Linked DNA regions of Mus musculus: region 1 is linked to region 2. Evidence: chromatin contacts called from public Hi-C data. All regions are on one chromosome and are shown on one strand. Each heading gives the region's core, a stretch centred on a gene start, on an enhancer-like site or on the middle of the called end of the contact. The rest is flanking DNA. Distances are from core to core; before and after follow the strand shown.

Region 1 (7,238 bases), core at 2,937-5,436, 140 kb after region 2:
TAGCTCACGGTGTCCCTGCAGGGCAGTCCCGGACTCTCCTGGAGGCTTCTGGCAGCCTGGGAGGTCTGTCATCTCTAGGAGTCTCGCTGAACAGGCAGCTTAGACAGTTCCTGCTGTCTCCACAGCGTTCCAGACTAACAGTGTTTGACATCACCTGAGAACTTGCAAGAAATAAAAGTTTCTAGGCCCCAGGGAAGGGATTCTAGGTGTGTTTCTAAAGATTTCTTCTTATTATTATTATTTACATGTATGTGCTTGTGTGAGTGTATGCCACGCATGTGCCTGTGGAAGCCCGAATAGGCATCAGATCCAATGAAGCTAGAGTTACAGCTGTGAGCTTCTCAGCATGGATGCTGGGAACCGAACTCGGGTCCTCTAGAAGAGCAAAAGTGCTCTGAACTCCTGAGTCATCTTCCTAACCCCAATATCTAGAGTTTGAAAAGCCCTGCAGATGATCTGTACTAGTGTGAGAACCCCTGAGGCAGCCAAGGCTGCAGGACCCTGTGTCAGCCAGTCTGACCCCACACTCCTCGTTCTTATTCTTGGGGGTGGGTAACAAGCTTCCAAAGCCTTCTGGTACCCTTGGAGCACGCTTTGCTGCATGCTAGTGTGTGGGTTGTAGTCAGCCCTCCCTAAAAGTGGGCTCCATTTCCTTCTCACTGGGCTCAATTTCTGTCACCAACAAAAGCCATCTTGGTGTAACACCAAAGATCCCTGGCCTACATCCCAGTGTTGGCTTTACCCATGGGCCATTTGGGGGATTTAGAGCTGGTTAACAATTGCGCGGTGATTGTTTGCCAGGGATGCTGATTAAAACTTCCCATGCTTTCTCATTCAAATTATCCCATCACCGTGTGAAAAAAAAAAAAGATTCAGGTATTAGTGCTGCTTTTTACCAGATTTTTTAAAAAAGACCCCATGTAGATTACTAATCTGTCCAAGGTTTAATAACTAGGTTGATGGTTCTGGGGTTTGTTTTGTTGTGATTGCTGCTGCTGGTGGTGATGGTGGTGGTGATGGTAGTGGTGGTGATGGTGGTGATGATGGTGGTGGTGATGGTGGTGGTGATGGTGGTGGTGGAGGTGGTGATGGTGGTGGTACTATTTTCTGAGACAGCCTTGCCCTGTAGCATTGGCTGACCTCAAACTCCCAATACTCAAACCTTAGTCTATGGAGGTCTCATATGCACTATTACTCCAAGCTAGCATGAAATGTTTACTATTATTATTATTATTTTGCATGTGTGTGTGAGAGAGATAGATATATGTTTGTATAGTCAGGTCAAGCCATAGAGCATGTTTACGGAGGTCAGAAGAGTTATAGCTGTGAGCTACAGGAGTCAGTTAGCTGTCTCTCCCACTGGTGAGTTCCAGGGATCAAACCCAGCTCATCAAGGCTTGACGAGCAAGCATCTTACAAGCATTTGACTCTTGGAGGCATCTTACTGGCCCCACTACATGGCTTTGCCTGCCATTCATATCCATGAGACGCAGGCACACGTGTTACTGTGGATTCAGCAGCTCCCAACGTGCTGGGCTTTTCGGTTAGACAAATTATTTCCCTTGTCCTCAGCATCTCCACTGTCACACTGGTTAATTTACACTGGAAGCTGCAGAGTCAAGAGAATAATGCTCACCTAGAAAAATTTCGGAAGTGGAAAAGAACAAGTCCGGAGTGTTTTCGTTTTGAAATAGTCTGGCCTCAAAATCTCGATGTAGCTGGGGATGTATGGCCTTGAATTGTTTTACCCTCATCTCCAATGTGCCGGGACGACAAGCACACACCACTACCATATGTAGTCTTACGCAATGCCTAGGAATCAAACCCAGACCTTTGTGTATTCTAGGCAAGCCCTCTACCAACCTCAAGTGTATCTTTTAAATTATACAGTTATGTCCAAATTAGCAGATGATTATCTGGTCAGGAAGGTGGTATTTATTCCCTTTAAGGCCCAGAATTAGTACAGACAATACCGGCAGGAAGTGGGTTCTCCACTTTCCCAGCTACCTGATGCAGGAGCATGTCTAGACAGCAGACTGTGAGACCTTCTGACCCTGTGCATCCACAGCTCCCTTCCAGTCACTCCCTGTGTCCCCTTCCCCAACACAACTCCTGTCACCGCTGCCTGATCCTTTCCCGTGGTCACAGCTTCCAGTCTGTCAGGCTGTCTGGCTGTCAGGCTGTCCGGTCATCTCTAGCTCTTCCCTTCAGGATCTCTTACGTGTTGTTCCACTCCCTTCAGTTCCCACACAGACACTGGGCTGTATTTGTAGATGAATTCCAGTGTACCCCAGCTACTTTAAAGACCTTCATCTTTATACATAAATCCAGGCGGACTGGACCTGCCCTCTACAGAACTGCCCCGTGGGGTGCTATGCTGGGGTCCTGAACCTGAGCTCAGTAGCTCTGAGTTCTAGTCTTGGACTATTCCAGGAAAGAACCCTGGAGAAGTGATTTCTGTATTCAGTTCATGTTTCCCCATGCAGTCAGTGGAGAACAATCAGATAGGTGCTCCTGAGATGACCTAAGTCCCTGCAAGTGCTTTGTAGGCATTATTACATGTCTCGCCTTCCCATCATCTCCAAACACAGCCTACCCATTCTCCCAAGGGTTTGGACCTTGGTTCGTGGTTGACACCACTTGCAGAGCCTATTCCTCTGTTGGTCTGGCTCACACCATTCTGGAGTGAGGTTCCCTGAGTGACTTTAGTGGGTGGGCAGCATTAAGACTCCCATCATGCTGAGACAGGGGGCTTTAGGGACATGCACTTCTTCCCCTCCTTCAGGACCTAGTCCTGGTCTCATCTGAAGATGCCTCCACTGTCTCAGTGTATCAGACGCCTGGGCACTTTGACGGACCTACTTTGTCTATCTCTGCAGCAGCACTACAGCTGGGTCATGACCTTCCTGTTTGTTACCACAGCTGGCGTTTCTTGAACAGCTTGACCAGGAAACTCAGCCAATCATATTTTTACAGATGTTTCATTCTTTTTAACGAAAACCAGCTCCCTCCCCATGCTGCAACGCCAAGTCCGTTGGATATGTCTCCTTAAGGTGCTGGCAGAACATCAACACTCCACACGTGTCCAAAGAATCGCTTGATCTGCCATCCTGCCTTCACATGCCTACCTGCTCCTGACCACCCACCCCAGCAAGTGACGTCATCCTTTTTCCAGTCACTGAGATGGAAATGAGGCCATGCAGTCAAGGCGCAGAAAGTTACTTCTGGGTAAGACTCCAAACAGGTTTGCTTTCTTGTACCCCAGTTCTCTCCAGCAGAGAACAGTGGTGACTGCCTCTGGTGATGTGTTTGAATCGAGTCACAACACAAAACTTGCTCAAGGTCAGCACTAAAAGTATGGAGGCTTCCCTCAGTGCACCTTCCCTCTCCGTAGTGCGCATGCGCAGAGCTCCACGGGCGCTTCCTCATTCCCCACCCGTCCTGTGCGTATTCTCTCTTTGCAGATTTCTAAGGTTTGCATGTCCCCAGGTCTTATTTTATTTTGTTTTATTTTTATGTATATGTGTACACGTGTGTGTGTGTGTGTGTGTGTGTGGTCTAGAGGAAACTTCACGTGTTGCTTCTCCGGCACCAATAACCTTGTTTTATAGCCTGGCATTTACCAAGTAGGAGAGGCTGGCTGGACAATGAATCCCAGGGATCCACCTGCCTCTCCATCCCCAGTGTGGTTATCATAAGCATGCCCCACAATGCCTGGATTTTTATTTTATTTTATTTTTATATTACTTCTGGAGCTTGAGCGTGAGTCCTCATGACGGCCAGGCAAGCACTTGGCTGACTAGGCTGTCTTCCCAGCTCTGTGCCTCCAGGACTCTTTGCCTCTCTTCCATCCTATCACCAACTTTGTCTTAAGAAACTACAAATCTGTTACTTCTCTGTAAAAAAAAAAAAAAAAAAAAAAAAGAATGCTGTCTGTATTTTTCTGTACATTTTTTAAGGCCAAACTGCCTAGCTACCACCCCTGCCAACGCCCCACCATGCTGCTGTCTTGTGGAGAACACTCTGAGCATTACTTGGTGGATACACATTCTGTCAACCCAGGGTGACGTCCTGAGCTGGCACACAGCCTTCGGATCCCAAATCCTGCCCCTGTCTGTCTCTCGTTTGCTGTGGCAGCACCCCAGGGTGTGGCTGTCTCCAAAACAGCTCTGCCTGGCTTCTGCCGCAAGGGGCTAAACCGTGCCAGCAAGTCCTCTTAGGCGATGAATTGCTCATCCATTATTTTTATCTCTTTCCCATAAACCGTAAAGTAGATTTTCCCGGCAATTTTGAGCCCCATTCCTTGTAAAACCACTACCAAAAATGAACAGCAAACCTCTGAGGCAGGAAGTATGGGGGCCTCGGGAAATGTTGGCTTATTCTCAACAAGGACATCAATCCTGCTTGCTCCTCTCAGGTAAAATAACCCGAAGGCTTCAGCCTTCTTCATTCGTCCTCATGCTGTGCACTCCCAACAGCCCTATGTGACCCCCGCGAGGCGGGAGTCAGTGGCAGTTATGACGGACACTCAGTGCTTTTAGACCCGGAATGAATGTTATGGTCGGGACATCCAGAGTGTGTATGCAAAAGCCCCGTGGGAGCTAGCTACCATCACTTAGACCACTCTTCCATTAATTAGCTGTTTGCACACCACCCCTGAGCTGGAGCCAGCTCGAAGACAAGGAGAAGCAGGGTACGTATCACGTGTCTTCTTGTAGCTTACTCTGTTTACTCTCTGTCGCTGTCATGAGTCACCACAACCAAAAGCAGCTGGAGGAGGGAAGTGTTTGTTTGGGTTTTCTTGGCGGTGTCCCAATTATAGGTCATCATGAAGGGAACCTGGGGGCAGGAGCTGGAGCAGAAGCACGGAGGAGTGCCGCACGGAGGAGTGCCGTTTCCTGGCTCGCTTCTCATGGCTTCTTCAGCCTGCTTTCTTACATGAGCAGGACAGCCAGCTCAGTGGGCTGGGCCCTCCCACATCAATCACTAATCAGGAAAATGCAGGACAGTGGATTGGAGCTATTTTCTCTGTTGAGGTTCCTCTTCCCAGAGACGCGACTTTCACGAATACTATGAAGCCTGCAGTGGCGGGAGGGGTGCCAGCACACACACTATGAGATGGCAAGAGTTCTTGGTCAGGGCTTCCTACACCTTTCCTCTCGTGGTCCACTGTCACTTAGGAAATTCGTATTATAATTTTATATAGATCTCTAAAATAGATTTACAGCCTGATACTTGCTGATAATAAATCACAAACAACTGTATTTTAAAACAAATGTTTGGTGTACATACAAATTACCATTTATATTGCAGCTTGGTTTTATTATTGTCAGTGCCAAGAACACTTCTTACTCTGAAAGCATAATTCAAAATATCAGAACTAAGTTTAGGGCTGTTTCAGCAAATGTTGGAAACCCTGCCCTAATCCCAAGCCAATATGGTTCATGATTTCTAGGTGAAAATCAAATCAAGACAATATTTAAAAAAAATTAAGTATTCAAATGCCACATGATCCAAAGACACAAGCGCCGGGTAGGTAATGAGGGATGATGAAGAAACCATACTTGAAGTCTTTGTGTTTGACAATTAGCCCAATCTGTTCCCATGAGAGCAGAAATCTCGGTGTACTGGAAAGTATTGCAACCCACAGCATACGGCAGACTCCATTTAGACTTGGAGAGACCGGGGTGGGGGTAGAGGGCTGCGAGGGAGGGGGGTTAGTGGTAGAAGCTGGCAGAGTACGCATGCGTGTTTTGATCAGAGGCTGCACTGAGGTTAAGAAATGCCAGGCCGTTGCGCATTGCCAGAAACACTTCTGATTTATGACACATTTCATTTGGAACTAATTTTTGGTTGTTGCACATTCAGAAATCCTTTGCCCCTGACTAATTGTTGAGAACTGCATCCTGTTGTGCAACCCTACGCACTCAGCTGTGTGCAGATATTGAATTAGAATGAGAGGAAGCAAGAGTTCTAGACCAGGGTTTCTTAAGCAGGCAGGTTTTACATAGAGCATAATATTGCAATACAGTGTGTTAGGTGTTTTGGTGGAAGATGAATCCTGTGACCTTTGCCCTCATCTGTCACTGCAAAATATAGTAGACACTACAGTCATTATCAACCCACCTTCAAAGCAGGGAGATTGTAGCTGGCAGAGGAAAAACCCCGTTGGTTTGCTCTCATCGCCCTCTAGTGCCCACACTGGAGTATAGCCGTGCTAAATGGATTTCGGCCCCGCACTGAGTAACACGCTTGCGTGCCCTTTGCTGGGGAATTTTTAAAGATCCTTCTTTAAATCCCATCCATACTTCTTGCCAAACTGTGAGGCCGGCTTCTTATTTTTAAACCTTGGTGCCCTCGGCTGTGAAGTGGCATCCCACACCATCTATGTTCTTGTAAGGATTAAAGGGGTTCACTTGGCAATTACTACATTTTACTAACATTAAAACAACAACAAAAACAAACCTGCTCTCCCAAAATAGACCACAAGGAAGACTCTCAGCCGTAAGCTATCAGGATGGGGAGACTTTATCTAGAGCACCTGTCACCTCGTACAAATGTCAACTGTGTATGCTCCACTTCCTTGCTGGAATGTGAGACACAAGGAAAGGATGCCGGGTCCCATCACATATGATCTGGCCTGTGACGGGAGCTCAGGAAATATTTGTTGAGAAGACATTGAATAAAAACCCAATTTCCATAACATTAACAATATCTTGTGGGTTGGGAAGAATGGTTCCATAGGCAAAATGCTTGCTCTACAAACATGAGAACTAAGTTCAGAATCCCAGGCCCCTGTATAAAATGGGCAGATAGAGCAGCCTCTGTCTAATCCAGTGTGGGAGTCTGAGAGAGACGGGTGACCCCAGGAGCAAGCTGGTTAGCTGGCTAGCCAAACTGGGACGCTCTGGGTTTAAGAAAGAAATGGTGCATCCATATGTAAGGTGGAAGCCCACTGCAGAAGACCCTGGACTCAACCTCCGTCCTTCCTGAGCATGCATATATGCACACACATCTCCCACTGCTACACACACACACACACACACACACACACACACACACACACACACACACACTGCTCACTATACCATGTAAACTTTATGTTTCCAAATGTACAAGTCGACTTTCTTGCTGTGAGGGTCTATAATTTAGCATACTTAGCTCCTTGCCCCTGCCCTGATTTTGCTCTGGCTCTCAAATACACCTTTAAAGGTCCATGGATCTCACAGCAAAGCCTG
Region 2 (6,403 bases), core at 2,749-5,248:
TTTTAATATTGTGAATGCTGAGATTTTATTTTGTAAGAAATGGTGTTTCTGAACAGTTCCATCACATCTGTATTCCCACCAAGTGTGCTGTCAGAGGCTCCATCAGGTGGGAGCTCATTCTGCAGTCTGCTTTGCTTTTTCTTACCTCTGTTCCATTTATTTTCTGCATGCTGAAGTGGCTGAGCCTGAACAGCACGTAGTACTTCCAGAGTGTAAAGTTGACCACTGGGTTTCCCTGAGGATCGATTGTCAACTGGTCAACCCGACGCAGCTGTGCCAGGGCATTGAACTGCTGCAGCATCACAAGGTTGGTCTCCCTGAATTTAAGGTGCTGCAATAGTAAACCACATACAAGGTCTTGCTCTAAGCTGAACCACCTTCAATACTAACCTTAACACATCACAGGCCATTTCCTGTGGGACCCTGGAAGCCTTAGGCTTAGGAAATAGGTCTTCAGTCACATTAAATCACTGGACTGCTCTAGGCCCATTGAACTTCAATGTACCCAATCCATCAGTCACTGGCGGCATCTACCCAAGACTCAAGTCTTAGGTGAGTCCTTCTGCGAAGGACATCCTCGTCTATCAGCAACTGGGATTCCTTAATGTTACCTAATAACTCAGACTCGTTCAATCATCACAGATTCTACACATTTTACATTAGTACTAATGTATAAAGGAAGATTCCAGAAACTTCTAAGCACAGGACTCACCCTGATGCTGAGAACCAGTATTGTCAACACTGCATCCTTCTGAAAGCCGTGCTGGTTACTTAACTTGGCCAAGGAGAATCAAAACACTAAAACAGAACTCCTAAAGCAAGCCGTCTACTTGCAAATTTGAATATTCTTTCTAAACACCTGCCTCTACTACAACTTATCTTCTTTAGGATGACAAAGAAGAAACATCATCTACTCTAAAAGGGGAAGTAAAGAAACACACGGTAGGGAAAGCTCTAGAGGAAACTTGCTGTAAAAGCACTGTTTCCCAATGTCTATCGCTAACTAGTGCAATACCCACAGTCAGGGAGGCTGCCGGCGAGTCAGCAGACTGAAGTAAACAGTCAGTGCTGTCAGAGGTCTGCGTCAGATCACACAATGAATATACGCACGCCATCCACACCGGTTTCAATGCCTGAAAACATGCTCGAGGGCTGTGTGTGGCTTTCTTTGTAAAATTGAGGTAGATAATATGCATAAAATTCCATTGGTCTTTTCTACTGAAAGAAGGACTGTCTTTAGAGATATAATTTCTAATATTCATACAAACCCACAAGGCCATTTATGGAACTAATTTAAATTCCAGTGCCAGAAAATCAACACAAAAGAAACTACAGAAAATGAAGTTGAAGCAGGCTTTGGCCTGAACACACAAGTTGTAATGAAGAACAATTCAAATATGCTTCCAAAGGAAAGTGTTTACCAGAGAATTTGGAAACTTCATCTTCAGTTTGGGAAGTACTTGGACAATTTCATCAAACTCGATGAACGTGAATGAGACCGTGGTGACCATGCCGGCTGTTTGAACACTCCAGTTTCGATCCAGGCATTCCAGCGCCCCTGAGCCGTACAGTGAGAGGGTTTCTCCGTCTATCTCCACCAAGTGTGTTTCTGTGACAGACAAGCCTTGTAACGCACTGCTGAGCCCTGCATCTAGAGACCTGCAAAAGTCTTTTTTTAAGTAACGTCTCAGGCACACAAAGGAAGTAACAGGCTAGAACAGCATGTTGGAAAGTGCTTTACAGTTTATACTCGTTACCCTCTGTTTCCAGTTAAACCTAGAGCATCCTACATTAATTACACTTAAAAAAAATCACATTTCAAAGTAACAGGCTTGTTGTGGTGTGTTCCTCTTCCGATGTTGAGCCTCTTCCTGCCCTCCTCCCCTCATCCCTCCTGCTGCTTGCTGCTCCCCTCCTCCCACAGACTCCCTGCTGCCTTCATGTCACATGTATCCTTACACTAATTCACTGGATTATCTGAAAGATTAACATTAACATCCAATCATGGTTACAGCTGAAATAGAAAAACTATCATAGAAACCTATCTCCAAGTCCAAATTAGTCATCATATTAATAAGATAATAATTTTATATATCTTAAATATGCTATTAAGATATTTTTATAACAACATAGTTTCCTGATTTATAAAGCTATATAGATAAAAATACATTTTAATATGTTTCCATAAGAATGATGAAATATTATTTATAAAATACAATATAGAATGTTTATAAAATATGTAGCTTTAACCTAGTTTCTATCTTGGTTACAGAGTGAAGTGAGAAATGCTGACTCTCTTTCTGAATAGTCTGATGCCTCAAAAACTCTAAGCATATTGTTCAGTTGTAATCAATAAGAATCAAGCATGTCTTCCCCCTAAATTGAAACAAGAGTGATAAAAACTAATTATGCTACACACAGTACCAGACTGGATACTCTACTGATAGGCCACTTCTGTTCTTTCAAAAGCAGGCCATGCTGCCTGTAAGAGCCAACCTGAACGGCCGAGAATTAGTAAAACTCCTTGATCCAACTCAAAACTCTGCTCTACAAATAGAGGTATACACAGAGCTCAAAACCTGGCCAACGCTCGACTTGCCCTGTGTGTCGCCACTGGGGGTTTGTTCTCTGCCCTCGACTGCTCTGTGTACAGTTAGCTGGGACTGGTACACCTGTCCAGTGCTTCCCGTCTCAGACTAATTACAATTATATGCTGGCAATTTTGTTTCATCCTTTACATAGTGAGTTCATGAAGCTAACAGCCAAATGTCTTCACATCTGGAGACCCGTGGGTTCACTAATGGGCTTTTCACAACCTAGTAACTGATTACAAGGGCCCTCAACAGTTTTAAATGATGATGTTGGACAGTAAGTCTGACAAACTATTATCCCACTGGTTTATTAGATTTATTTCATAGGCATCAGTGAGTTGTGACACATCTGGCTATCCATTAACAAGTTGGCTAATGGCATTTGCGTATTCAGAGTGAATGTGCAATTAAGAAAATACACACAATTATTTTATATGTCATCCTTATAATCAGTATCAAAGGATTAAGATGGGTAATAATCAAAACACCCATGAGTAGAGGTGTGGACCAGCCTTAGGTCTTAAAAGGTAAAAGCTGATAACAGCATAGACTAAGAAAGAACTATCTCCATCTACTGTGCTTTGAACAAGACAGTGAAGTGGGGGAGGGGGCAGCATGGTTCCTGCTGTGCTGGACAGCCTGCATCAGCATTTGCTGTACTGGAAGGAGGGAAAGTGTTGGTACACACTCACAGTAACAGCACTGACAGCGGCACACTGCAACAGTGCTCACTGAACACGGGTCTTTGCTAGTGTCAATCCTGCTGCCTGTACCAGGGCAGAGTCAACATCTAGCAATGCTCAACTCAACACATATATCTTGAACTAATAAACTGAGAAGACTTTCAAGGGTATCTATTAAGCCCTTAAAGGATGCTCCAACCATAGGTATAATACGGGCAAACAGGCCACAGGACAAACAGAGTGATGTGGACACACAATAAGAGCTAACAAGGCTGGCCAGGTGACAGAAGCAGGCGGTGAAGGAAGGTGAAGGGAAAAGTGGCGTTCGCTATGGGTGTGCTTCATGGCCACAGCACCAGACAAAGGTTAGTTTTAATGTTATTAGAGTGGAGAATTAGCTGGCTAAGCAAGCCCACTGGGAAGGGGTCTTGCCCCACATCACATATCTAAGAGAGGTTTGTTTTCTTCACCTATGTGATTAAATGACTAGAAACATAAACTCAATAGTAAAAAGTTGGGTATTACAAGGTGATTATTTTGTGCACACTTTTGGAAAGCACACCACTGGGTAGGAGTGAAAATGTAAGTGAGCCTACAGGCAGATGCTGAGACACCATTGGGAAGCAGGGTCAAAGGGAGCCTCCGAGGCCCTAGACCTCACAGAGATGAGACACATGGCTGCTAGGTGGCATACAGCTTACTCTTGCCAAGAAGAAACAGAACAGCTGTTACCCAGGCCACGCCAGGCCAAGCCAGCTCAGGATCAGGCTGCTGAGGTTGGCCTCAAATTCAGGCCACTGCCTACTAATTTGCTTCTCTAACAAAGCATGCTTGATTTCCACAAAAATGACAAGCTTGTCAAACAATGTCTATGTTGGAGAGAATCATTCCACTTTTCCTTATGTGAATTATTAATAGGTTCATGTTTTTTTTAGTTAGAGATATGCACATATTCATTTATTTTATTTACAATTCAAAGGCTTCTGGTTTTTAAAGACCTAAGCCTGAAAGCTGTTATGTTCGAAGTTCTATGCTAAGTCTTCTGGTACAGGTGACCAAATCATTTGTATTGATAAAGACAGACACAAGAGCTTGCGCATGTGCACGCACATACACATACTTGATATACATATGTATATCAAGACATATGTATAATATATATACATATATATGTATATCAAGACATTTATATATATGATATATCAAGACTATTGCTTTTAAAGCCAAATTGCAGAGCTATAGTTCTCCAAATATAGCTGCTGTGATCCCATCAGGCAAGCAACCTGATAAGTGCAGGGAATGTAATTTCCAAACAAAAATGACCTCACTATGTCATTGACGTAATCAGTAGGATTTTGCAGAAAGCGTATTATATGTCAGAGGTCTTATACTAGACATTGGAGATATTAAATAAAAAAAATACACCTGCTCTCAAAGATTTTGCAATCTGGATAGAGGAAGGAAAAGAAGATAAACATATACATTCAGTATAATGTGCTTGTTGTCACAGAATGGGTATTCCAAGCTTACGCCATGGAAACAGAAGAATGACAAATTCCTTTAGAGGGAGAAGCTGGGCCTCAGAAAGCAGCAGCCTTTGAACTGACCCTTGAGTAGTGGGCCCAGTTTTTTTTTTTTTTTTTACCAGGAGCAGACAAGGGACAAGAGGAAGAAGGGAAGGACAGAAGCCTGAGCATGTGTCACTGTGGGGAAAGTTCATTTCAGTATGTCCAGACTGTGAGACATAGTAACACAGACAGACAGAATAGCCACGTGGGGGCAAAGCTGAAAAGTCAGGTGTCATCCCATAGGGAGGGTGAACAGAAACAGCTGTAAAGTTGGGATTTAGCTCAGAAGTAGAACACTGTCATATTGTCATGTCTGGGGCCTTGGGTTCAATCCCCAGCAAAATACACATACACACACACACAGAGAGAGAGAGAGAGAAAGAGAAAGAGAGAGAGAGAGAGAGAAAGAGAGAGAGAAAGAGAGAGAGAAAGAGAGAGCGAGAGCGAGCACATGCACCCCTCTGTTTTCAAGGACCCGCATGAGAACGACTAGCACATGTACTTTGTGAAGAAGTTGGGAGGAAGAGGCTGGAGGTGGGGATATTAATAAGAAGACCAGTACAATATCAAGCAGCTCACAGGAGGCCATGAAAGAAAGACATGATAGCATACATTAGAGGTGGCATCGTTAAAAAATAACCCTTGACTAAGCCTCCAGACCTGCCACTCTCCCAAGAAGCTTCAGGATTTCTGAGTTTGAATTTCCTTGTCTGTAAATGGTGATCCCATTAAACTGTTTTCAGAGGTTTGTGAAGATTAGAAATAATGAAGGCATAAAACTGTGCCTGTATTTATCTCAGTGCATTTAGAGATCATTATCAATGAATGACAACATATTACCAGGTATTTAAGAGAAGGTAAAAGGAGGACTTATTGGTTAATTGACCATAAAATGTCAGGGAAGGAAGAATTAGGTATGAGTTCAGCTTCTACTAGGTGACTGGGTACTGGGCCCAGCCAGACTCCTATCCCCACTCAGCCTGAGCTACGCCCTGAGAAAGGCAGGGCTGCTTCTGTGGAATCAAACTTGATTCCACCTCACTACTATGTTTCCAACTCAAAGGTCAGGGATGGCAGGCAATAGACAGCCAGTGGAGATTATCCTCAAGCTCGTTGGTGGTTAATTCCAAGTCCAACTATCCTCAAACAGCTCTCTTGATGACAACCAGGAAACCTCCTGAGTCTCTCCAATTACTGGAGGAACCTACGAAAAGATGGAGAGTTAACTCGATGCAGTAAAGTATCAAATTCTTACGAGCCAGGCAGCTGCAGACCACACCCCAGTGAACACCATGACCAGAAAGGCGCTATTCCAGAGGCCTGCATTCATTTTTGTGTCTCTAGCCTTCTTATACCAGGCAAGAACAGGGACACTTCAAGTTTTTCCGAAGATTCTTTTCCCACAGAGTAAGTGGTGCTGATCCCTACAATAACTCAGTTTATGAATTTTCTATTACAACATTCATGAATGTGGAAATTCGTTTTATGCCTTAGATTTTATTATAGCAGCGTTGGCTAAAATGCTAGTGTTCATAGACAGGAAATGACCAAAAGTAAACCA

The links. A called contact is a pair of places that touch in the nucleus more often than the background predicts.
Region 1: a contact with region 2 is called in a Hi-C map of cerebellum, with 2.9 times the contacts expected there. The contact joins two enhancer-like sites. A contact is called at or near these places in 12 of 484 Hi-C or Micro-C datasets (the AML12 cell line, the G1E-ER4 cell line, adipose-derived mesenchymal stem cells and 7 more).

The regions. Positions count from the first base shown.
Region 1 is chr9:60,738,610-60,745,847 of GRCm38.p6, forward strand. Larp6 (La ribonucleoprotein domain family, member 6) reads left to right here. Exons shown (of 3, transcript NM_026235.4): 3 at 1-192. Among named protein-coding and RNA genes, the nearest start is that of 1700036A12Rik, 26 kb to the right of the region's middle. Within about 2 kb of position 4,187, at least 96 of the 459 cell types and tissues checked have an H3K27ac peak or open chromatin away from gene starts, as enhancers often do. A contact at or near this core is called in cerebellum and muscle stem cells, where this site is marked.
Region 2 is chr9:60,601,158-60,607,560 of GRCm38.p6, forward strand. It overlaps Lrrc49 (leucine rich repeat containing 49), which reads right to left. Exons shown (of 17, transcript NM_145616.4): 13 at 1,422-1,659; 14 at 146-331. Among named protein-coding and RNA genes, the nearest start is that of 9230112J17Rik, 58 kb to the left of the region's middle. Within about 2 kb of position 3,999, at least 5 of the 459 cell types and tissues checked have an H3K27ac peak or open chromatin away from gene starts, as enhancers often do. A contact at or near this core is called in cerebellum and muscle stem cells, where this site is marked.